2 separate regions of the Drosophila melanogaster genome follow, and region 1 is linked to region 2. A link is a contact called in public Hi-C data. All regions are on one chromosome and are shown on one strand. The core of a region is the stretch at or near the end of the contact, and the rest is flanking DNA. Distances in the headings are between cores, read along the strand shown.

What was found. Hi-C and Micro-C count contacts between places; a contact is called where the count stands out from the background.
Region 1: a Hi-C map of the Kc167 cell line shows a contact between it and region 2, with 2.5 times the contacts expected there. The contact joins the promoter of lncRNA:CR45201 here to the promoter of RpS3A in region 2. A contact is called at or near these places in 6 of 107 Hi-C or Micro-C datasets (the Kc167 cell line, the Sg4 cell line, brain and 3 more) and 1 of 6 datasets of contacts at active chromatin or transcription factors (the Kc167 cell line).

What each region holds. Positions count from the first base shown.
Region 1 is chr4:957,633-961,773 of dm6, reverse strand. It overlaps lncRNA:CR45201 (long non-coding RNA:CR45201), which reads left to right and starts at 2,340. Exons shown (of 1, transcript NR_123751.1): 1 at 2,340-2,550. It overlaps 4E-T (eIF4E-Transporter), which reads left to right and starts at 3,382. Exons shown (of 8, transcript NM_166798.2): 1 at 3,382-3,768; 2 at 3,885-4,141. The coding sequence starts at 3,743. It also overlaps asRNA:CR44030.
Region 2 is chr4:64,803-69,251 of dm6, reverse strand. It overlaps RpS3A (Ribosomal protein S3A), which reads left to right and starts at 2,045. Exons shown (of 4, transcript NM_001258475.2): 1 at 2,045-2,412; 2 at 2,514-3,147; 3 at 3,203-3,252; 4 at 3,731-4,027. The coding sequence starts at 2,072. The coding sequence ends at 2,979. snoRNA:CD-24 (a small nucleolar RNA gene) reads left to right here and starts at 3,607; the gene lies at 3,607-3,675.

The DNA.
Region 1 (4,141 bases), core at 1,091-3,590, 890 kb before region 2:
AAAGTGTGGTTTTCGGAGTTTTGTGGGTATAAAGTGGGCGTGGCAAGAAGTTGGTTGGCAAATCGATAGAAATTTTCAGAACTGGAAAAAAATACCAAAACATCAGGTATAAAATTACAATACATTCCGTAGAAATGCATGTTTAATAATTATTAAGCAACAAAATCAGCCGTATTTTTCGACAGATCAGATACTCGATACTCAGCATATCGATGGGAACGATAGGAAAGGTGTAGGAGTGGCAGTAGCCAGTTCGACTCGGCTAGTGATCCTGATCATATATGTATATATATACTTTATAGGGTAGGAAACGCTTTTTTCTTTCTGTTTCATACTTCCAAGGTCTTTAATAGGTGCTTTCACTAAGAGTTTCCAGTGTTGGAAGACGAATTCTACTATCTGACCCCCTCCCTCCACACCATGACTGATGGCCAGGTGGTATGATCAAAGACACTAGAATAACAAAATGCGTAACGGCCATACATTGGTTTGACAAAAGACACTAGAATAACAAGATGCGTAACGGCCATACATTGGTTTGGCACTATGCAGCCACTTTTTTGGTGACGGCCAAAATTGCTGTCTGTCCGCTCGCTTACAATGAGAGTGTAAGAAATCTAAAAATAGAATTTGCTTGCTTGTGTAAGTAAAAGCAAGAGACCAGAACGCGTATATGTGTGCGTGTTGTGATAGAAAACGATTTTCGGGCCGAAATCAATTCTGATTGAAGAAACGAATTTACATATTTGAGGAGTTTTGTCCGATTTCGTAGCAATATGACAAAATTGCGCGCTTTTTAAAAATATCAAATTGGAATATAACAAAAAAAAACTGAAATCGAACAACTGAATCTAATGTGCATGTTAAATAATAAAAATTGATCATTTACATACATCATATTAAGTCAAATGACTTAATAAATATACTAAATAATTAAGGAAAATACCAAGGAAGTATAACTACTGTAATTTAAAACATAAATTTCCCAAATAGAAGACATTATATTGAGAAATAAATATTCCATAAAAATAATACGTAGTAGAAAATACAAATTTATAACATAAACAAAAATATGAAAACTGTTTATTGGAAGTATATCTTGAGGCACGAAGTGCAGACGAAAGCACTCAACAATGTCTTATTAATTTTTCACAAGTCGCAAGCTGAATCATTCATTTCATTTCATTCAGTCATTTTTAAAATTTATTTTGTGACATTATGATTCGGCTTTTACTATTTCTAAGCTATATTTAAATAATAATAACGTTAAGGCAATGCAAAACAAGAATTTTTCGCACGGTGCCAATTGATCAAAAATAATATAGATTTAATGTCTATGAACTTCTAAGGTGAAGGGCATACATATGTACATATATTGTCAAATTTACAATGCATGGATACGTGTGCACACACACAGTTGTCTGCTATCACTGTATGCGTAGAAAAGAGCTGTGCGCTGTAGCGCTCTCCGCTCTCTCGCTCTCGAACAAAAATTCGAGGGGGCCTGGAGCCACGGCGAAAAAACCGTGTGCCAAAAAATCGTAAGACGTTACGCATCCTGTTATTCTAATGTCTTTGGTATGATAATCTTTAACAATTTATTTCAAATTATTACTCCCTTGGACATGGTATGTGACGACAAATTCTCACCATACGAAAAATATGAAAAACTTTGATTTTTAATAACTCGACATATGGCTTTATTTGTACCACATTTCTTCGTACTGTGCCATACCATCCCTATTTTGCCATCCTTACGATACCGCCGTCATTATCTTCATTAATGGGTGGGTAGAGACCGTTAGGTCAATGCAGGACGGCATATAGAAATTGGGTGACGCACTCTTAGACCATAACCAAAACTATCGTATATTCTCAAAAAAAGGGGACTATGACTATAAAAATAGCTATGTATTTAACTCTAAACCTCTATAGATTTTGATAGACCATGACATTGTGTGGAACATGATGTCATTTTCTAGACATTGTGCACGAAGATCATTCCCGAAGTCGACCGAACACTTATTCCGTGCATGTTTCATCAGACCGCCGGCAGCATATTTTAGCGTTAGGCGTGCACTTCCTTGTATAACTGTGTACACCTACAAAAAATTTCAAAATCAATCTATCGGGCACGCTCCGTTAATCGAAGTACTTTACGATTTCGATTTTAAAGATTGGTGCTCCGGTTTTCAAATTCGTAAGGATTTTCGATGTGTATAACGGGCACTTTTGTCTGGCCGAAATGAAAAGTATATGCCCATTTTTATATCACGTTAGATCTTAACCAAGGGAAAAAATAGTTCAGTAGTCTATTGATTTATATTCATTAGTTATTTTATATACAATTTATTTCTGACCCCATCAAAAATTTGATATACAAAATTTTGCTGTCGGCAACAAAAATTTTCGATTTGGCATTTTAAAACGCAAGATCGGTGCTCCGGTTTTCAAATTCGTAAGGATTTTTCGATTTGTAAAACGGACACTTTTGTCTGGCCGAAATGAAAAGTATATGCCCATTTTTATATCACGTAAGATATTATTTACCAAGGGAAAAAATAGTTTACTCAGTGGTCTATTGATTTATATTAATTATTTATATTCATTATTTATTTTATATACAATTTATTTCTGACCCCATTAAAAATTTGACATACAAAATTTTGCCGTCGGCAAAAAAAATTTTCGATTTGGCATGGGGTCATGCGTGCGTCGACTAAACTTACTTATAAAATATAAAAGAATTAATTATCTTAATTTAAAAGATGGCCTATAGTGTTCGTAAGTAATGCTATTTAATTTAATTAATTAAACGGTCAAAATGCAGTAAAAAATTAAATGCGAACATCGGAATTAAAATTGTGAAAAAGGTGTCCGCTGGAAAACAGCTTAAACAGCTGTTTACTGTACAGAAAACACTCCGACAGCAAAAAATTTTACGAAATCAAATCGAATTCGGAAACAAATTACGATTATTCGGTAATGCATGCCTGATTATAATTTCTTGATTTGTTTTATATTAAATTTAAAATTTAATAGTTTAATAATATAAAAATATTCTTATTTATATTATATATTATGAGTATTTCAAATGTAAATAATCATATAAACTATTTTATAAAACATCGACGTTACATAAATAAAATTTATTTTTTGTTTTTCAAGTGTAAATAATAATATTAATCATTTTAGAAAACATTCGGCACCTTTACTCGACGCTCATACGAACGGACAGATATGCTTAGTCTGGTATCGCTTTAGCACCAGTAGGAAAAACCTAGAATTTCTTTTCCCACAAATGTCACAACTTCAAAATTCCATTGTTTCACGGTGTTTCTCTTTTAATGTTTCAATATTAATATATATAATGCCTTAAGGTTCAATAAGAACAAAATATTTTCAATGTCTATATCCCACTCCAATTTAGCGTGATATTCACAAAGCTAATCGCAACATTGTGAGCATTAAAAATTGTTATATATGTATGTAAGCGTCTTGGGATTATATTCTCATGAAACTCAACAGTCATATATATGGCCTTAAAATACGTATATATATATATATATATTAATTTTTCAAAGTGTGTGTTTGCATAAGTGGTGTGTACTATTTGTATATTCATTGTACAATTTCTCCCGTTCATATAGGAGAGTGTTCTGTTTTTAATAATTTTGGATATCTTAACTTTTTCGACTTTCTGTAATAAGTTAGATTACACAGTGAACTATAGTCCTTAGCAATGGATACATCAAAGATTAGTGCCAGGTATGTGGATTAAATATTGGTAAATTTTAGTCAACTTTTTCGATATTATTCTCGCGTACTGTTTTTTTAAACTTGTATATGTACTAACATTGTTTTAACAATCTGTTTCACATTAGGTACTCGAAAGTAGACCTGTTAGCTCTAAGATATGAAGGTAAAAGTCGACAGCGCCCGCAATGTTCAACACGACTTGAATTGCAGACGCTAGGTTTTTGGAAAATTAATCTGAACACAGCTGCGTTAACCGTGTCCAGCGCCTATTCTAATCAAAACAAGAATCGACTTTCTCCAGAAGCAGATAACTCGAGCTTAATTTGTTCCAATAGTAGCTCAATAAGTTCACGTCGCGCTATGAGAAATCGAGAACGGGCAA
Region 2 (4,449 bases), core at 796-3,295:
AATCAAAAAAAATTATAACAAGAATTTTCATTTTTAACTTTTCAATGTTTGTTAGATGTTAAAACACAATAATAAGATTTTTTATTATTTTGGTTCGCTTAAGCTAAAGGTCGATATATTCATTTAAACTCCTAATAGCGGTTTGGGGTCATGCTTAGTTTTTAGAATGGATTATGTACATGATAAACTCATGCAGTTTTCACCCATACGCTACAATTTAAAGATATCGTATTTCGCTAATCACTGAACTTGTCGGGCATTGCCATCCTAATTTTAAAGTTTGGTTGTCGATTAACATTGTACAAATTACATCTCAAGATGGCTGCTCTTGATACGTGCAGATTTCAGAATGATACTTCGAAAATTCACCTCTCGGTGTATGTAGAATTCAGGATGGTAGTTCTTCATATGTGCATAAATCGTATGGCAGCTCCCGATATGTACAAATATCAGGATGGTAAGTTTCAAAATGTGCAAAAATCGGAAGGCACCTCCCGTGATGTGGGAGTTGCCAGGTGGCAACTCATGATATGTATAGGTGTATTTCCCATTAAACGGGCCAGCATTTGACCATTTGACCAGCATTGCCAAGCGTATTTCACCGATCCACGTCATTTTTAAAATAATCGAAATCGAAATGCGAGACCGTTTCTGAACTAGCAGTTGCCTAGCATCCTCCTAAAATTCATGAAGTTATATTGTATGGTGTGCCCCAATACAAAAATTAAAAACATTTATCAATCTTTCTTCATTTTAATTATAAAAATGTATTTAAAAACACTTGGGCCTGTTCCAATTTAACTGTGATGTTATTGATAATGGTAAACGATATCATATGATACGCACACTTTTAAAATTTGCCTTGGACCCAATTAAAAAAACTGACCGCAAGGCGGGATGATCTCGACGCCGAGATATAATGGAATCAAATTAGGCATGCAGATTCAGTTTGTTAAAAATATTTGGATGTTTGGAGAACACGCATAATAAAAAAAAGAGATCAATTTCGTACGCCCATAACTTCTGTAATGAAGCTGTAGTTCTACGTATTTTGGAAAGACCCTATGGCTTAGCCGGTCTCGAGCAACAGCATAGATATATTAGCTTTATACAAAATCATTTAAATGCTTAATTTTGTTCACTTAATTTTTAAAATTTATTTTTTTTTTTATTTATTTTGCTTTATACTAAAAAAAAAAGTCAAAAATAGTAAAATAAAACAAAATTAAGACATTTTACAAAATGATTTTTTTTTATAATTCTTGGCTCGTATCGAATAATTTCAGGATAATGAGACGTTCTTTGCTTACAAAAAAATTGGAATGGAAGATTAAAAATAATAAAATGCAAATATGAATTTACCCAAAACATTTATTCACTGCGTTTATATTTTTCTTATATATTTTTACCGTCTATGATGAAAATTAGTCGTGAGAAGTGAACCAACGCCGGCTGCATTTGTGGCGATGGTCAATAAACGTGACCAAAATACATATTGTTTCCGCTTCTATTACGAGTGACAGAAATGGTAACAATTAAAAAACTAACAAAACATAGAATTGTTTTAATGAAATTTAATTTTTATCAAGATTAGGCGTCAAATATAATAATTAAACCCCATATTAGAAATTAACTAAAACTATAATATAGAAATAATAGCTAGAGCAAAAAACAGCTTAGAACGGCTGATGCTCTTCTATTTTTTGTTATGTATTACAGTTACAAATTTGTTGGTCACGACATTTACTCTTTACTGTTTTCTGTTTATATTTTATTAAACTACAAGCGTAACTGTTCCTTTAAGGTATATTTTACAAGGATTTCGTAGTTTGTACTTCCCATAATACAAGTTGTAGATATATCCTTTGGCTCACTAAAAAGTAATCGTGTACACAGTGCTCCAAAAAATTTTCGGAACGCAGCACAATGAGAAAGCGATATAACACGGACATATTACTGCATACAGGTCTCAAATTATAAAATGACACTCGTGGCCTTTACCAACACTGGTTTCCTTTTTTCCACATACGTCGTCAACGTGATTCGACCTTTTCCGGTTTATTAGTTGAACATGGCAGTCGGCAAAAATAAAGGTCTTTCCAAGGGTGGTAAGAAGGGCGGTAAGAAGAAGGTGGTGGACCCGTTTTCTCGCAAGGACTGGTACGATGTCAAAGCTCCGAATATGTTTCAAACCCGTCAAATCGGTAAAACACTTGTAAACCGCACCCAGGGTCAAAGAATAGCATCGGATTATTTGAAGGGTCGCGTTTTCGAAGTGTCTTTAGCAGACTTGCAAAAGGATATTGATCCAGAACGTTCTTTTCGCAAGTTCCGTCTTATTGCAGAAGATGTTCAAGACCGTAATGTGCTCTGTAACTTTCACGGAATGGACTTGACTACGGACAAGTACAGGTTAGTAAACGTCTATAATGCACAAGTCTCGACTTTATATTTGTAAATGTGCACTTGCATGTATAAATGTAAATGCTTACTAACATTTCAATATTGTTTAGGTCGATGGTTAAAAAGTGGCAAACACTAATTGAAGCTATTGTCGAAGCAAAGACTGTAGATGGGTACCTCTTGCGAGTGTTTTGTATCGGATTTACTGCCAAGGATCAGCAGTCTCAGCGCAAAACATGTTATGCTCAGCAATCGCAAGTCCGAAAGATTCGTGCTCGCATGACCGACATTATTACTAATGAAGTTAGTGGTGCCGATCTAAAGCAGCTTGTTAACAAGCTGGCCTTGGACTCGATTGCGAAAGATATCGAAAAAAGCTGTCAGCGCATATATCCATTACATGATGTTTACATTCGTAAAGTAAAGGTATTGAAGAAACCGCGCTTCGATGTCTCAAAGCTTCTGGAATTGCATGGCGATGGCGGTGGCAAATCCGTGGAAGCCGTTGTTTCATCCGAGGGAGCCGTAATCGACCGCCCTGAAGGTTATGAGCCCCCAGTACAGGAAGCTGTTTAAATTAAATATGAAATGCATATTTTTTTATGTATTGCATTCAAACATAAAATACATTTCTCTACAAATTGCATAAACTATTTTCTTGGCTTGTTATATTAGTTTGTGGGCCTTTGGGAAGTCTTTCGTCTTTTAGGCATATGTTTGTTCCAGCCGTCCATCCTGAATGTGGTATGTAAATCTAACATTTTTATGCTAAGCCTCCACTTACTTGTATATTATATAGGCTACGTTTCGTAACGATCGAGGTGTATACAAAGAAGCCGAAATTCACAGGTATGTAAAGCATTTAATTTATAAATTCCAATGAGAATTAAAACGTGCAATACAGAAGCCAATTTCTTATAATTTCTTTGTCTTTAAACTTAAATTATTTAGATTGCTTTCCTATTAAAAAAAAAAACATTTTTAGCTTTTTTTTTTCGAAAATTTGAACAAATTTTTTTATATTTTCTTTAAAACATTAATCCCTTTAACTTTTTTACAAAAGTATATTTATATTACAGGCTACATATAAGTCATCTTGACGTAGCTGTAACTAGATGTATTTTACAAACATATTTGTTTTAAAGAACTTTATAAGATTTATAAGAAGGAAATTGTTGCATATATTATTGCACTTTTATTATTTAATATGATGTTGTTATTTTTCGTCTCTGTCATTTATGATGAAAGCTAAAGTGCTGAAATTCATTTGTTTAAATATAATTTTTAAATAAAAGAATTTTACTTATAAAACTTTGCTTTTTCGCAGGTATGTCGATTGAATAAAAATCAATATATACCCCAACTATGTAAGCATGTCAAACACTTTGGTGGATTCCATTTCCAATACTACTGGAGATGGCGTGAAGACGACTACGATATATACAAGGAAATTTTAAAATAAGCTTGGTTGTCCGATTAATCCAAATGAAATGAAAAATCAAAAAAAATTTAAAAATATATGGTTTACTTACATATGTAACTTTATTTTGAATATGACATTCACATAGGCATGATACACGATTTTATTTGACTATAAAATTAACTAGCTAAGTAACGGGTAAATGTTGTTTTAGCCTATGAAAATATGTGCAATTGGACTTAATCTGTAAGAGCCTCTAAAGCTTATACTGGTTGATTCAACTGCTTTGATAGAAAATTTAGTTGGTAAATAATTGTTTCCGTTTATGCTGCTTTGTTTTCCCTCTATCATTGCGGATTACAAAAGACGTCCTGAGAAGAACCGTTATCTTTTTAATTCTGCTTTGTTTAACTTTCGACAAAAATTGGACACGTATATTGCATCATCAGATTACCGCCCCCAAATGCAATTTTGAATATCTTCCATAATTTGAATGGTAGGACAGCACAATTTTTTATGCTGTTTAATTGAAAATTTTGCGAAATAATTGGGAAGAGGAACAATGTAATCCTTGTAGGAAAGATCCGAAATCATAGCTTTCTATGAATGCGGAGTGTCCTTTCATT